2 separate regions of the Ovis aries genome follow, and region 2 is linked to region 1. Evidence: chromatin contacts called from public Hi-C data. All regions are on one chromosome and are shown on one strand. Each heading gives the region's core, a stretch centred on a gene start, on an enhancer-like site or on the middle of the called end of the contact. The rest is flanking DNA. Distances are from core to core; before and after follow the strand shown. Region 1 holds the start of NMNAT2 (nicotinamide nucleotide adenylyltransferase 2). Region 2 holds the start of ARPC5 (actin related protein 2/3 complex subunit 5).

What was found. A called contact is a pair of places that touch in the nucleus more often than the background predicts.
Region 2: a Hi-C map of blood shows a contact between it and region 1, with 2.8 times the contacts expected there. The contact joins the promoter of ARPC5 here to the promoter of NMNAT2 in region 1. A contact is called at or near these places in 4 of 16 Hi-C or Micro-C datasets (blood, liver, omental adipose tissue and 1 more).

The regions. Positions count from the first base shown.
Region 1 is chr12:63,951,345-63,959,180 of ARS-UI_Ramb_v3.0, forward strand. It overlaps NMNAT2 (nicotinamide nucleotide adenylyltransferase 2), which reads right to left and starts at 3,474. Exons shown (of 16, transcript XM_060396688.1): 1 at 3,199-3,474; 2 at 238-370. It overlaps SMG7 (SMG7 nonsense mediated mRNA decay factor), which reads left to right and starts at 2,816. Exons shown (of 22, transcript XM_060396685.1): 1 at 2,816-3,365. The coding sequence starts at 3,337.
Region 2 is chr12:64,120,610-64,128,445 of ARS-UI_Ramb_v3.0, forward strand. It overlaps ARPC5 (actin related protein 2/3 complex subunit 5), which reads right to left and starts at 4,440. Exons shown (of 4, transcript XM_060396692.1): 1 at 4,210-4,440; 2 at 1,842-1,913. The coding sequence starts at 4,353.

The DNA.
Region 1 (7,836 bases), core at 2,224-4,723:
CAATATATAAACTTGGATCATAATCTTTCTGAATCCTATTGACTTTTAAAGTTACTTTCAAGATGGGTATCAATGTTCTATAATCTGTAAAGTGTAAATGTTACTATTCTATCTGGTTTGTTGAGACACTAAAGCTACTGAAGAGTCTTGAAAAATTCTTAGGAAAGCTGCAATAAAATACAAAGATGGCTTATATGTCTGAACTTCATCAGCACACTTAAAGCACTTTCTTCCTACCTTAACTGCCGCACTCATAATACTGCATCCAAATCACATCTCTATTCTCTGGTATCTCTACCAAAAGGTGGGTTCCTCCCAGACAGGGAACATGTCTCTTCCACAGTGGTATCCATGGTAACCTGGACAGTGTCTGAAATATAATAAATGCTCAGTAATGTTTATTAAACAAACAACACAACAAAAAGATGCATTTTTCCGATCCCAGTTTTCAAAATGAGAAGATACTAGTATTTTTCTAGATTGCTTGTTATGTGCCCATATACTGTTGACTGGACATAGGAGCCACAGACATAAAAAGTGCTATTATGATAATTACTAAGGGAGTGGTTATTTTACATAATAAAAATTTTTTATTCTGGCTAAGATCTTTTAAAAAATCTAACCAATAAATTTCAGAAAGGAAATCTATGGTATTTTAGGTACTGTGTGCCTACATGCTCAGTCGCTTCAGACTCTGCGACCTATGGACTGTAGACCGCCAGGCTCCTCTGTCCATGGTATTCTCCGGGCAAGAATACTAGAGTGGGTTGCTATTCCCTCCTCCAGGAGATCTTCCCGACCCTGATCGAAGCCATGTCTCTTATGTCTCCTGCATTGGCAGGCAGATTCTTTACCGCTGAGCCACCGAGGAAACCCATTTTCGGTACTATGTAGCAGTAATCTCCATCCTTGGGCTAGCAGGTTGAAGAAAAGTCGGATTCTAAACCAGAGATGAGAACAATCTTTCACTAGGTGTCTCTCTTTCCCATGAGTGGGCGGCCTCTCGGGGTGGGGGAGGAGGGACGATAGGGGGCATTGTACAGCTGCAATCAAACCGCGTGTCGCACCACATCACAGTAGACGCTTGCAGCACAAGGGGGCATAGTTCAGTTTCTATTTCGTTAATGATAATCTCTCCTTGGGATTTAACTTCAAGCAGCTTACACTTTCATTTCCTCCAAACGTACACATAGACATTGGTCCAGTCTTTTAATAGGATTTTGACAGTGGCTCTTCACCCAGCATGAAAGGATCAGGTATCCCAAGTCAAAAGAAAATAGCCCCTTAAAATTCTGATTTTAACCATGAAATGAGGCCGGCATTCCTAGGGGGTTTACCCGTTACACATCCTAAAGTACTTTGGGACAGCTCCATAATACCAATGGAAAATATAATTTGTAAAATGCTAAATAATTCTTTCAAATCACTAGGATACAACTTCTCCAGGTACTTCCACACTCCATATTATGAAGAACCCATTCGTTGCTGTGTTTTTTTCTTTTTTGCCTCAAACCTGAGATAAATAAAATACACATAATAACCATTCAAAAAGATTGGGTCTAAGAATGAAAATCCATTTCCTAGAAACCTTTCATTGGAACTTCACGCAAGTATCTGTTTTTCTTGACACTATCTTACCCAATGCGTTCCTCTGCAACCCAAAAGATACATAGTGACGAGTTCTAAAACACTGCAGACACGCGACAGAAGGAAATTTGAAGAGGAGAAAGGAAATGGGACGTCTGCTTTTGATAAGCAAGGGGGACTCCCACTGGCGGGAGGGGTGCCTCTCCGAGGGATGGCGGCCCTGAACTTCGCACCGTGTCCCCTGCCCTAAGTGCTGGAAAAACCACTTGTCAGCCTTCCAAGATGAGTTCCCACCCCCACTCCGGCCTCCTCGTGGCAGGAGATGGCTCGTGAAGGCCGCGCGGGGAACTCCCGAGGAGGCTCCGTGGCCGAGTGCGATTGTGGGGTGGGGTCTGGGGGATTTCTGTGAGGGGCCGACCGCTGGGGAAAGTCGGATGTCCCAGTCGGCAGACGAGGGATCTCGGCAGTCGTGTGCCGTTCTCCTCCCTCAGGGACCCCGTCCTGGCGGGACCCCGCCTCCCAGAACTCTCCCGGTGATGGGGAAACCCCTGGCCCGCCTCGCAGCCTAGCGCCGCCGCCTCGCACAGTCGGCTCCAGCCCACCGCCCACCAGCCTTCAGGCCCGGCATCTTTTTCGTAGGCCCGGCCCTCCCCGCGTCCGTCATGGAGAGGAAAACTATGGAGGCGGTTCCCGCCCGCAGGCGGGTGGAAAAGCCCGTGGTGAATGCCTCGGGATCTCCCCCATCGCTGCGGGAAAGGGAAAGGGAGGAGAACATGAACCTCACTGCTCTGGAGAACTACCCGATTCCCAACCTGGGGGAGGCCTTTAAGATGGAAGGGAAGCCGAGGGGAAACCCTAGGCACTTTTCGGGGAATCCACTAAGTCAAGGGAGGGTCATTCAGCCTGCACACATTGGTTACTATGACAATACAGCTACAGCCTCCAGTTGCCTTGGCAGCTGCTTATCCAATCCGATTGGTTTCTTTTCTCTCCATCCCTGGGCTCCACCCTAACCTCTCCAACTGTGTCCCTGCGTGCAGAGGGAGGGGCCCCAGAAAAGAGGAGGGGGTCCTTAGCGTCACTTTAGGGCGCGAGGCCGGACCGGAGACGAGGGACTGGGGGGCCGGAACTGTAAGAGGAAGAGGCGGCGTTTCCGGTCGGGAAGAGTGGAGGAAAGGAAAAAAGGAAGAGCGAAATCGGACGGAGTGGAAAGACGGGGGAAGACTTTGAGTGTAACTCCCGATTGATTTGGGCTCGATGTTCCCGCTGAGGCTGGGGTTGCCCCCTCGCGCGGGAGGAGAGGGGTGGGTTGGCCGGAAGCCGCCAAGCGCCTCCACTGGGCCACTCAGCAGCCGCACAGGCGCGGCACGGCTAACTGATCCCAAGAGCGAGCGCTACAGAGAGGCGGAAATCACCCGGAGGGACCGGCGCCGCTGAAATCTCGCGAGAGACCCCCCCCCCACTTCCTTCCTCTGCTGTCCCTCTTCCCCCCGCCCCCATCCCTTCTCCCTTTCCCTCCCCCCTTCCCGGGTCGGAGTGTCCCTGCGCCCCAAGGGCCGGAGCAGCAGCGAGAGCAGCTTTCCCCGCTCCCTCCCCCCTCGCCTCACTCACCCCCACCCCCCCGCCGAGCGAGGAGGAGCCGGAGGAGAGGAAGATGGCGGCGGCCGCCAGCACCCGTGGTGCCGCGGGGCCGCTCCGAGGAGCCTGAGAGACGCGCAGAGGCTTCGCGGGAAGACGCGGCGGCGGAGGATGAGCCTGCAGAGCGCGCAGTATCTCCGGTGAGTGTGGGGGCCGGCCCAGTACGGAGCGGGGGAGCGGGCCGAAGGTTGGGGGCACGGAGCAACAGACACAGAGGTGGTACGTCCGGGGTGGCGGGGGAGTTGCTGTGTCCTCTCTTTTCCCGGTTGGGAGGCGGGGGCTGCGAGAGGCTCGGCGGGAGGGGGCGGAGCGGGCACGCACTTGGGTACCTATCCCCCTCCGCGGGCCGGGCTGAGTTCCCGCGGAGCTGGCTGGTCTCGGTGCGGGGAAGGAGGTTAGGGAAGCGTGAGAACGTGTGTGTGTGCGCGCGCGCCCGGGGCTCGCTGGCGAGTCGGGGCGGGGAGGCGCCCGGGGAGGCGGCGGCGACCCCGAATAGAGGTGGGTGTGGAGGAGTCTGATCCCTGCGGTGGGGGAACGTGGTGTGGTGGTGGGGCTGGAGCGATGGCTGGGGAGAAGGCCAGGTGGAAGTCTGCACACCTGGGGTGTGGGGGGAGGCCTAGAGGAGGGGTACGCCGCCGGAAACTGGAGTTTGTTCATCGTTCTGGGGTTGGAAGTACTGAGAAATAATGTCATCTGTAGTTAGTTGCTGGGGTGAGGGTAGGGGGCATAAAGAAGGGAATGGATGAGGAAGTGAAGAAAAAGGGAGGTACTACAGCCGGGGTTGGATCCCCCAGAAGAAACTGGGTTAGAATCCGTCGGAAGATACCATTCGGAGAGTCGTGTAGATCCATTAAGAGTGGTGTAAAGAACTTGTATGTCGAGGTAGAGTGACGCATGGGTGCAGAGTGTGAGAGAGTGTGATGTGTATCAGGGGAGGTTAAGGGGGCGATTAATACACACTGGAGAAGGAAGATGCAGATTGGAACCAAGTACATGGTGGCGAGAGCGTATTGCACCAGCTATTGTGCAGCTTGGAAGGTTCCATGGAAGCAGAATAAGAGCTTGAAGGTAGAGATAAACGGGGGTCAAGATCTTGATGGCACAGGAAAATGAGATTGTTAAGATCCTAAGACTTAAGTGAGGAGTTGCCACTGCTTAGAAAAGGGGAAGGGAGACCCTGAAACAGGTCTTTTTGTCTTTTAGTAGCAAAACTAAGAATGGCAAGCTTATGGTAAAATGATTTTAAAAGTGGTTTCATACCTTGTGGAGGAGGGAATTGGATAGGGTAGTAGTCTGAAATGAGCAGGAAAGTCATTTTAGCCATTTAGTGAAGTGAAAGTATTGGTATGTGAGTGGATCCCTGCAAGAAAAGGTTTGTAGTTAAGTGCTACATGAGGGTAGCTGTTCTGCTTTTGAAAGTAGTAATCGTTTTATTAAGCAGAGTGTGTAGAGAAGGATGAGATCTTTCAAGTATGGTGGAATGCCTGAGTTTAACTGACAGCATGTATGCCCAATGACTGCATGGTAGGTAGGTGGAATTATAGGGGTATTTCAAGGTCCTTTTTCTCCTTTATTATCCCTTTGTTGTTTAACATATCAGATAAGCTTAATAAATATACAACCGTGGTGGAGATGTATGAAAAGTGCTGTAGAGATATGGAAACTGTCAGGACAGTCCTTAATTTTAAGGAATTTGCAGGTTAGTATATATTAGGCAAGTAAACTATGGTTAAGGATCATAAAAGATACCAAGTGTCATGAGTCCAAAGGCAGAGTATGCGAGCAATTGGGGTGAATCAGGGAAAGCTTCCTTTGTTTATTTCCTCATTCATACACATGATTCATCAGTCATTTTGGTGATAACCTATATGGGAGGCATTGTACTAACTACTAAGAGTATAAAACTCCACCCTTCTCTTAGAGAGTTTGCAGTTTGCTAGGATTCAAGGAGAAAACAGCACTTAAATTGGACCTTAAGGATAAACAGTATTCTGAGAAGTGTGGATTGCGCAGGAGGAATCCATATGAAGGAAACTGAGCAGAGATACATAGAAAGGAGGATTGGGCTCTGGGGGAAGTATTCAGTCCAGTTAAACACAAGTATAAGGTGATGCAGCAGGAAAAACTTAAAGAGTTTCATAGATTAAGTTTGACCCCTTCTTTTTACAGATGAAGAGAGCATAGCCCCCAAAAGTTAAAATTATTGAGGCTCATATAATTGGTTTGTGGAAGCTAAAACTCAAATATAGGTCTTCTGACTCCAGACCAGCTATGCTGTGTGCAGCATGTCTGAATTCACCCATTCTTTCCACAGATATGTCTTGAGAGGTTGCTATATTCTAGGCACTGAGGATTCAGTGGTGAATGATTAACAGTGAACATGGGAAAGTATTTTCTGATGGAAGGATGCAACAAATAAACATAGGAACAGATAAATATGTTCATCGAATGGTGATAAGTACTAGCAAGAAAAATAAAGTAAGACAGGGATGTGCTGTTTTATATAGACAGGGTGGTAAGGGAAAGTCTATTTGATTAAGTGCCCACAAAGAAAAAATCTTGAATACTTTGACCTGTAGTGTATCGTTAAAATGAGTGGACAATGGAGACTGAGACGGTTTGTTTAGAAGGGAAATCACATGTTCATAGCTTTGTGTTAGGAAGGTGTATCTGTGTGGTGGGCAGTTAAGGACCAGAAATAAGGTGGTGTCAGTGAGACTAGAAAGGTATGGTGAAAAGCAGGTCAGGAGAGTGGTGGTATTTTTTTTAAATGATGATGAATGATGATTGAAAAGCCCAGTTTTTAAAAATATTTATTTATTTGGCTGCACTTGGTCTTTGTTGCAATCTTGTTCCCTGGCCAGCCTTCTAATCCAGGCTCCCTGCAGTGGGAGCTTGAAGTCTTAGCCTCTGGACCACCAAGGAAGTTCCATGGTGGTATTTTTAATGGGAAGATCAGTTGGCTTTGAGAGGCTTCTATGTTAATGTATCTTGTGTTTTTAAAGTTAGCATGGTAAGGAAGACTTATCCTTGGGTTGTGGAATCAATAGTAGACATCTGGCAATGAATTTAGTTTTTTAAAGAAGGGGGAAAATAAGAGTGAACACATGTTTACATAGCCTAAATTTCCCAGCTAAAGTTGAACAGGCAAAATTGAATAGGTGTAGGACCTGAAATCACATAAAGATTCCTGAAAGCCAATCTTTTCTCAGTCTTGCTCATTTGTCTTAAGTAAATAAAAGCAAATCTTAGGGCCAGTAGTCGACAGAAATGGGAAGAGGTGTTAAAATAAGATGTGCACCAGCCAGAATTTACTTCTTTCTCTTCTTTAGATACTCACTCCATTTGAAGTGTGCTGGTAACTAGTGGTTACCAGTGGGGACAGAGTGGGATGCAGTATAGGGGTGGAAGAGTGGGAGGTATGAACTATTGGGTGTAAGAGAGACTCAAAGATGTATTGCACAACACGGGAAATGTAGCCATTATTTTATAATTACTGTAAATGGGCAGTAACCTTTAAACATTGTATTAAAAATTAAAAATAAAATCTGCTGTGAGAGTCTAGAGAATGTCTTCAGGGAAGCATTATGTTTACTTTCTTTCCTTTGATGAATATGGAACCATTGGTTTTTATAGACAACTTGGGGAGGATGCTGAATGAGTGTGGTTGTGGGTATAGCGGTTATTCTTTGTGACTTTCATTTTAGGAAGAGTGTTGTTGTCTACCTTTGTCAGTGGTGTAAGACCGTGACTGGGCAGTCTTTAGACTATACAGCTACAGATCTTCTTCATGTAGATGAAAATTAGTTCTGTCTCAGCTGAGTTAATTTGTCAGAGTAAATGAGCTGGTGTTGAAATGGTGGGGTAGTGGCAAATCAGGGGATAAGGTGGCAGTTTCGAAAGAGTGAGAAGTGAGGATATGAGGTAAGAAGCCTCAGTATGACAAAGAGAGGGAAGTCAGCATCACAGGGACTGAATTAGTCTTGAGTTGTAGAAATAGTGTGCAGATGAAAGGAAAGATAAACCTATCCTCTGTATGGGTGATGTTCTGGGCAAGACAGAATGATGACTCTTTCATTGTTAAAAGGGGAAGGGAGTATCACTTTTTAAAATAGACCAATTAGAGTCCTATCTAAATGATTAAGTTGAGAATACATTTTTATATTTTATAAAAATAAATGGTCTTAAATATGGGGCTTTTAGACTGAAAACACTGGAAATTTAATACTCAAAGAATTCAGTGCTTTCTTTTTTGATTTATGACAAAATGGAAAGATTTTTAAAGACTTTGCCATCTTTGTTGAATAAAAGAAAAAGGTATATTGAATATTGTTCATTTGAGAAGGGTAGGCAAGGGTGGGAATAGGCCATAGAGGAGACAGTAGGTGAGGTATAATATCATGCTTTGAAAGAATAGAAATATGGAAATTAACATGTCAAGGTTGGAAAAATGGAGCTGGGTAAGTATTAAAGTACCAGACAGGAAGGACATCTTTGAAGTTGTTTTGGAAGATGAGTACATAGAATAATCATAGCCATAGGGAATATCAGGTCAAATCTGGTTGTAAAAGGTGGCCGCTGATGCTTCTGAATGACACCTACTGTGGTTGT
Region 2 (7,836 bases), core at 3,190-5,689, 170 kb after region 1:
CCAGCTTGGAAGTTCCTGCACCAAGACAGGCTGGCTTTGGCTGGCATGGCAGCAGCAGAGGCAGCCAGAAGCAGACAGAGTCTCGACATATTTGAAGGTAGAGCTGAAAGGGTTTACTTACAGATAGATGTAACAAATTATCAATGTATTAAATCAATACATTTCACTTCTTGATTTAAAAAAAATAGACCAAAAGAAGGAAACTGAATTATAGTTCTACCCTGATGCATCCTTCAGAAATGTTATTAATAAATAAAAATTTAAGTTTCTAAAACTTATTTTTCATTTCACATCTATAGTCAAGTGACTATAGGTATTAGAGTGGTCTTCATTTATAATGATCTTTTTCTTTGATGAATGACTGCTCCAACAGCAGTTGCTTTTCACCTAGCAAGCCAAGTACACAGAACACTTAATTTCCCCTTTCAACAATGTTTCTCTTTCTATTCAACACAAAGTGATACCTTCTGCATTCCTGCCGGTCATGATCTTACAGTATGCTTCTACCACCTTTTGCTGTCTTCAGTTTAAAGACTATGCAATTATCCGTTTAGAAAAATATCCTTGTATGGAGAGCTATAACCTCCCACCCACACGCTCTGATTAAAAAAAAACACCCACAAAAAAGCAGAAGGTGGTAAAACGAAATTTCAATGACGTTACTCACTTTTAAAAACCAAAGAAGCATTTCCTCTTATAAAAGATTATGTTGCCTAGATAATAATGCATTTACCTAAGTTATTATTTACTAGTATTTAACTAAGGAGATACTTGGGGCTCCTAGGATGTGTGAATGGCTATGGACAGTGGGGGGATCAATGCTCTGGGTGTGGGATTATGGACGATTACATTTTTATTCCCCCATATTGCTGAGTTTTCTACAATACTTAACAGAACTAAACATTAAAATTTAATCTGAAAAAAAAAAGAAAAAAAATTTAATCTGGGCTTTAAACAATTAAGTAAATAGGTTCTTAAGAATTACTGAAAGATGGTTAAGAGGCAATGTAATTTTACAACTTTTCTGAAGGGTAGTATGGCAATACCATATGTAGCCTTAAAAAAATGTGCAGTCTAAAATCCAGCCATTCACTTCCAGAAATTTATTCAAAGGAAACAATTCAGACTTTACCAAGAATTGTTCATTTCAATACTATTTATGACAGGAAAAAAGTCAATAAATATATGATGAAAGTTTATATATAACTAAACTGCAGGATTATCAAAATACAGATGTTAAAAAAGATATTATAGAAATAAACTTATTACCAAGTAAAGCTGTTCATGTATGCTGCTATACAGATGAAAAGCAGTTTATCTATTTTAATGAAAAGAAAAACTCATAGAAAAACTCTATAAGCATACAGCAACAACAAAAAGTAATGATTATCTACAGGTATGGAATTATAATTATTTTCATTCCCCCACATTTCTGAGTTTTCAATAATATTTAACAGAATTAAATATTAGAATTTAATTCTATGAGAATGGTAGAATTTTAAAAAATCTTTCAAAAGCAAGTAGCATGTGTTTATTTTGTGAAAGTTTCACTTGTTCTTCAAGCCTTTGCTCAAATTCGACCTGAGTGGCCTCCTCTGAAAACACACAGATGTCTCGGTCATTAGAACTTAAGTCTACCTACCACGCAGCGTTATCACAACTCAATTTTGGAGCACTAATTTTTTATATAGGTTTTCCACCTATCAAACTACATTGTAAGCTCTTCTATGTCAAAGACGGCAAACAGTTAAGACATTTGCTGACACTTTGTGAGACACTTTGGAGGGTTCTGGTAAGAAGGCTGAGACGCCAGCACAGATCGTGTGTTGTCTGTGACTCACCTTCACTGCCTGACTCTTGGTGTTGATGGGGGGGTTTTTCAGAGCTGCCTGTAGGGCAGCTGTCATGTTTCCTGTGATGGAGGTTAAGGGGATAGCAGCAAAGGGCAGCCCTCAGGAAAGCACTGGAACTCCCAGGAACCACTGGTTCTTGAGATTTGGTGTTATGCATAGAAAGAAAAATTACTATGGTTGCTACGTTCAATACTGGAAAATTCAACATGTTCGTTTCAAGGATGTCAATCAAAGATAAAATACTGAAAATGAAAGAGAGCATTAAATTTTTAAAAAATAAGGCAAAAACTGTTTTACCCTTGGCTCTAATTATTAACTGAGCACCTTAATAACCTTTCATTTTCCAGTAAAACACATGTGCAAACATTATCCAGAGTGACATTTAAAAAATTCTAAAATATATATCAGAATTATTTAGGTCCCCAAATGAAACAGACTGTCTGCCTATCCTTTGATTAGAATTATATTCTATATTAATTGAAATGCTGGTAGAAAAGTGCTGGCAGATTACTCTAGCAATCTGAATGATATACATTAGCAATCTCTCAATATTGATGTTAAGAGGCATTACAGAAGATAAAATAATGACCTGTAGGTGGCAGCTTAATTTTTCTGTTTTTTAATATTTTCTCTCATATTTCATAAAGGTCATTCAAACTGCTTTAGGCCACACCTATTAAATTTAGTCTTCCTTTGAAAGCACCAGTGAGTTAGCAAGAATGAGGAACAGAAGGCCAATCACACTGTCAGAATGTACAGTCATTGCCCTAAAAGGAAAACCTCACAGAGTTCACTTGTTCCTCCATCTGTAGTGCCTGATCAGGGCTTGTCTCTTCTTGTTGAGACAAGAAGGGACAGTATCTTTATATTTCAAGATGAATTGATTTATTTTATTTATTTATTTTTTTAAGATGAATTGATTTAAAAGCAGATCCACTATAGGGATACAGCAGTACCATTGAAGAGTCATCACGTCACCTAAAAAAAGTTAGTCTCACAAAACATCATTTATGCATCACGAAGAATGTTTCTACACAGAATAATCTTCACCACTTATGTTCTAAAGAAAAAGGTCTGACTAAAAAAACTATGGTTGGTGGCAGGCTGTTATTTTCAAGGCTTAATGGACTTCTAGAGAAGCGTCCCGTTTGCAGACTGGCTCACTTATGAGACTGCTCCCCTCCACCCCAAACACTTAAGTATGTTAAATAATGCAAAACAGCAACAGCTGATTGTGAAAGTAACGGAAATCAAAGAAACATCTGTATGTTGATAAATGTTTAATGCTGTATTTTAGGTGCCTGTAAGACCAGCTGTGGCTGCTACCAAATATTTTCACTCATGTATTTCCCCATTTAATTTAATAGGCCACTGATGAGGAAAGTCTAAAGAGCCTTCCTAATCTTATGAATACACCCAAGAATAATTAGAAATGAGTGAATTCAGTAATTGACAATCTCTAAAACGACAGCCTGGGTTATTGCAACATTTACATTTTTTCCGAAAAAAGAGCTCATGCAAATACTCCCTCAAAGTTATGAATATTCAAATATGCAAAACCCAAACCAGGAACTGACAGCCACATTTTAACTTAACGGAAACGATTCCATCATTACAAAATGATTCGGTTTTGTACAAATGATTCACTTTTTCCTATGTTATTCTTTGGCGTTTATTTAAAATATTTCCAGGGATTCTCTACATGCATTTTCCGTCTAGCAGGTAAAACGCTTCCAGCTTCTTTCTGAGCAGTTTTGTACTCATTCCCTTTCCCCTGGTTAACCAACTCTGTGCAACCTGTATTTTGTCAAATCCCTTCCTCTTAAAAAAAAAAAAAAAAAGGCGTCCACAAGCTTAAAAAGACAGACAGAAGGGCCTCAATTCTGCAAGCCGCCCCATGTCTCCCGGCGTGAAATAACGCTGCCACAACAAAACCACCACCACAATAAAAAGAAAATCACTGAAGAAAAATGCCCGCTCCTCCCGATCGGACGTGGGTTCTAATGAAAACCCGATAAATACGATCTGAGAGGACCACTTAAGCTCCCTGCAGCTCCCCGACTGACCAGCACCAGAGCCGCGAGGGCGCGGCCGTCCCCGCCGGTCCCCGGGAGGCGAGAACTCCCGGCGCAACCTGAGGAATCGGGGGCGTGGACAGCGCGCTGGCAAGGTAAGTTTCCGAGGGCGGGACCCGGGGGTCTCGGGAGAAATAGAAGAGCCCTCCTGCCCACTCACGACAGGGAGCCCACGGAAGCGGGGGTCCCTGCCCTCACGCCCTGCCCGCAGCTGGGTCCCGGAAGAGGGGCCGGGTCGGGTGGGGTCGGGTGGGGCGCGAAGGCCAGCGAACTGAAGGATATTGCCGCAGGCAGGAGTCCACCTCGCCCTCGTCGGGCCCGGCCTGCCCGTCGCCCCCGTCTTCCTCATCCACGAACTTGTTCTCGTCGTACTCATCCACGTCCACCTTCCGGAACCGGGCCGACGACACCGTGTTCTTCGACATCCCCGCTCCGGACCGGCGGCCGAGGCCTCCTCTAGACGCTGCCTCGACCTTAGCAAGCCCAGCCCCAGCTGGAAGCCGCAGACTGGCGCCTCCACTTCCCTCTTCCGCTCAGAGGCGTAGCCGGCAGCCGCGTCTCGGGTGGTTCTGGGCCTGCGCGCTGGCCGCGCTCCTTCCTTCTCAGGCTCGCGCCTTCCTCGACCCTCCTACGCCGCCCCCACGCGCCCCACAGCCGGGCGCGCCGGGGCGGAAGCGCGCTGGATGCAGCGCGCATGTGCGGACTCTCTGCGGGAAAGGGGAGGAGCGGGGCGACAGAGGCGGGGGCGGGAGGGGGCGGGGCAGGAGGGAGGGCCCAAAGCGGTGCCGCCTGTAGAGGTAAGAGGCGATTGGGCCTCCGGGTCCGTCACGTGATCCCTAGGGGGTTTCCATAGAAACGCTTCTCTGCGGTCCAGTCTCGGGGGGGGGGGGGGGGTGGTCTTAGGTTGGCGGCGATGGGCGCTGGGGGCAGGTGGCCTTGGCTTTGCTGCCGCCGCCGCCGTCAACAGCCTGTCATCGGGGTCCCGCTTAAGGTCCGGCTGGCACGGACTTACCCGTGAGCTGGGATGGATTGGTTGCCGGACCAAGTCTCCTGCAGTTGGCAGGAGTATGGGGCGGAGTGATGCACGCCCAGTCGCTCAGCATCGTTCGAGTTGTCAGAGACCTCGCTTCGGACCGTCTACTCCCCGTGGCTTCGTTCCCGAGCCGGGAAGCCCCTTTCTCGGCTGTGGAACTACGCTGCGCGGCCAGCTTGAGGTCCCCAAGGACGGAGTCGAAAGGTCACATCTTATCTGTCAGTGCTGTGTAATGGCAAGCGACTGCACCTGCAGAACTCGAACCTAGGTATCATAAACTGGGGAGAAGCGGGAGGTGTCTGGGCAGGGGCTTAGGGTCCGGTGGCAGGACTGGGATGAACCTGTGGAATTTGGGGTAGGGTCAGCCATTGACATCTTAAAATAAGTGGTTATTTGGAGTAAGAATGCTAGAAAAGGGTAGGGGCGAGTTACACTCTGGCTCTGAGGCGAAACAAAATGTGTGAGGATTAGTTGAAACCAGATCTTTAAGATTTATTTTTATCGCTTAAGATTTATATGATCCTCCTAGGCCAGCGTCTTATTGTATTTGACACCCCCGTTTCTGCGAGCAAAGCTCTCCCTGAGCAGGTAAGAGCACTAAAGCACTAAATTTGAGGAAATGGTAGTTGGGTGCTATGTCTAACACTGAAGCACAAATATTTGCAAAGTGAAATTAATTTGGATATTTATCAGGTTTAGTTTAATTCCACCTTTACCGGAGGGCTGGCTGCTGCCCTGTTAAATGCCTCAATCCTTGGTTTTCTGTACTGTAATTGAAAATAGCACTTGGCTTATAATCAGAAAACCTTGGCTTGAGTCTTGATTCTTCCTTCCACTCATAACCTATTGATTGAGGCAGGCCACTTAAAATTCTGAATGTCAAGTTCCTCATTGCTAAAATGGGGCTAATAATGTGTACTTAACAATAGTGTTCTGAGGGTTAAACACAAGAAATTGTTTGAAACTCTAAAAGTCTGCCTCAATGCAAATTGCATGTTATCTGTACCATTGATTTTGGCACTAGTCTTATAAATTGTTTAATGATATATTGTGTGATATATTGCCCCTGGAAGAGAGAGAAAAATTCTGGAGGGCAGAGACTGTCTTATTTCTTTTCTTTTCTTTTTGAACTGAAGTACAGTTGATTTACAGTGTTGTGTTAGTTTCTGGTGTACAGCAAAGTGATTCAGTTGCGCATACATATTGCATCTTCCTTTACGTCTCACATAAAACTGAGCATGCAGAGGGTACTCAGTACATTCAGACACTCAATTATTCATTGATGAATGAATAAATGTGAAAGGCAGTACAGTTTGAGCGTCACACAGAATAATGAATTAGAAGAGGAAGACATCTCAAAGTCAAACCTTTGTTGGACATATATACATATGTGTATATATAGCTGTATCTATATCAATTTGTATCTATATACATATGTATGTAGAGATAGATAGGTAGACAGTTAGATGGTAGGTAGATACTTCCAGAATGAAATGCACCCCTTTTTCTTGGGAGGAAGAAGCAACATGGCATTTTCTTTTCCCAGTTAAAGTACCCTCAATAAGATTATCATTAAGTGATAGAAGTGACATTTATTTAAATCACCACTCAAGTTATGAGCCAATACACTGCTGAAAACTCCCTCAAAGGCTGTCTTAAGACAGCCAAGGAAAATTTTCTACCTGTTGGCAATATATATTTTAAAAAGTCTTATACCAAAGTATCAGATCATTACTATGGTGAATGGCATTACATAACCTAGAATAAAGATTTTTTAAATGTTTTTTTCTGAGTTTCAATCTTTGGTGACTTTAGTAAGAACTGAATAATATGTTTGTTTAAATGCTAAAGATGGTTGTACTTTTTGTTTTTGTAAGTCACGATTTTCTCTGAAGAGAAAATTGAACATTAGAAGCACATTTGAGAGCAAATGGAAACAAGAATTCAAGAACTAATACATCCCTTCTCTTCCATTTCTATTCTAAATAAGTAGGGCTTATTTAAGAAATTTCTTTATTCTTTTTTTTTTTTTAGAACTGGGAAAGAATACCAGAGTGGAAATCAACTTAAGGGAATAATGAGGGGAATTTTAAAACTCAAGTTGTTCAAGGGTATAATTGTTTTGAATTATGCTGGGTGTGTTAAATGTGTTAAATATAATTAATTAGTTCTCAGTCACATAATGCATATTACATTTCAGATATAATTATGTTTAAAATGTCCTTTTCCAGTGCATATTTTTTGTCTCACAATAATAAATACCTAGTCCACAGTGGGTGCTCAACGCCTTTCTAGCCAATGAATTAATCTGACAAGTTAATTTTGGAATCATATTTAGAGGTTGAGGTTTTTAATTATCTTCCCATCTTCATTAGCTAATAGTCAACTCTATATAAAGCTTTAGAGAAATTTCTTTGTGTGTATATGAGTGTATGTGAAGAAACCAGTCCTTCATAATCTTTTAATTGGAAAATATATTCTTCTTTCTTGCAAATTCCAAATTTTTATTATTGATTGTGGCACTTAATTTATTTTAAGTAATATTATTTTTCCTACTTTAACTTTCCAAGTGAGTGCTTATTCCTGAAATAAAGGATCCATATGGTTTTAAGACATTTTATTTATTGTGCACATAGCCTGGTTTGGTTCAGTGCTAAAGTAATACTGAATCTGAATCTGAATGTCCCCAAGATTAATGCTGCAATGGTAGTATATACCTCTTTCTGATTTTCTGTGACGAAGGATGTTTTTAGTTTAGTTCAGTTCAGTTCAGTCGCTCAGTCGTGTCCGACTCTTTGCGACCCCATGAATTGCAGCACGCCAGGCCTCCCTGTCCATTACCAACTCCCAGAGTTCACTCAAACTCATGCCCATC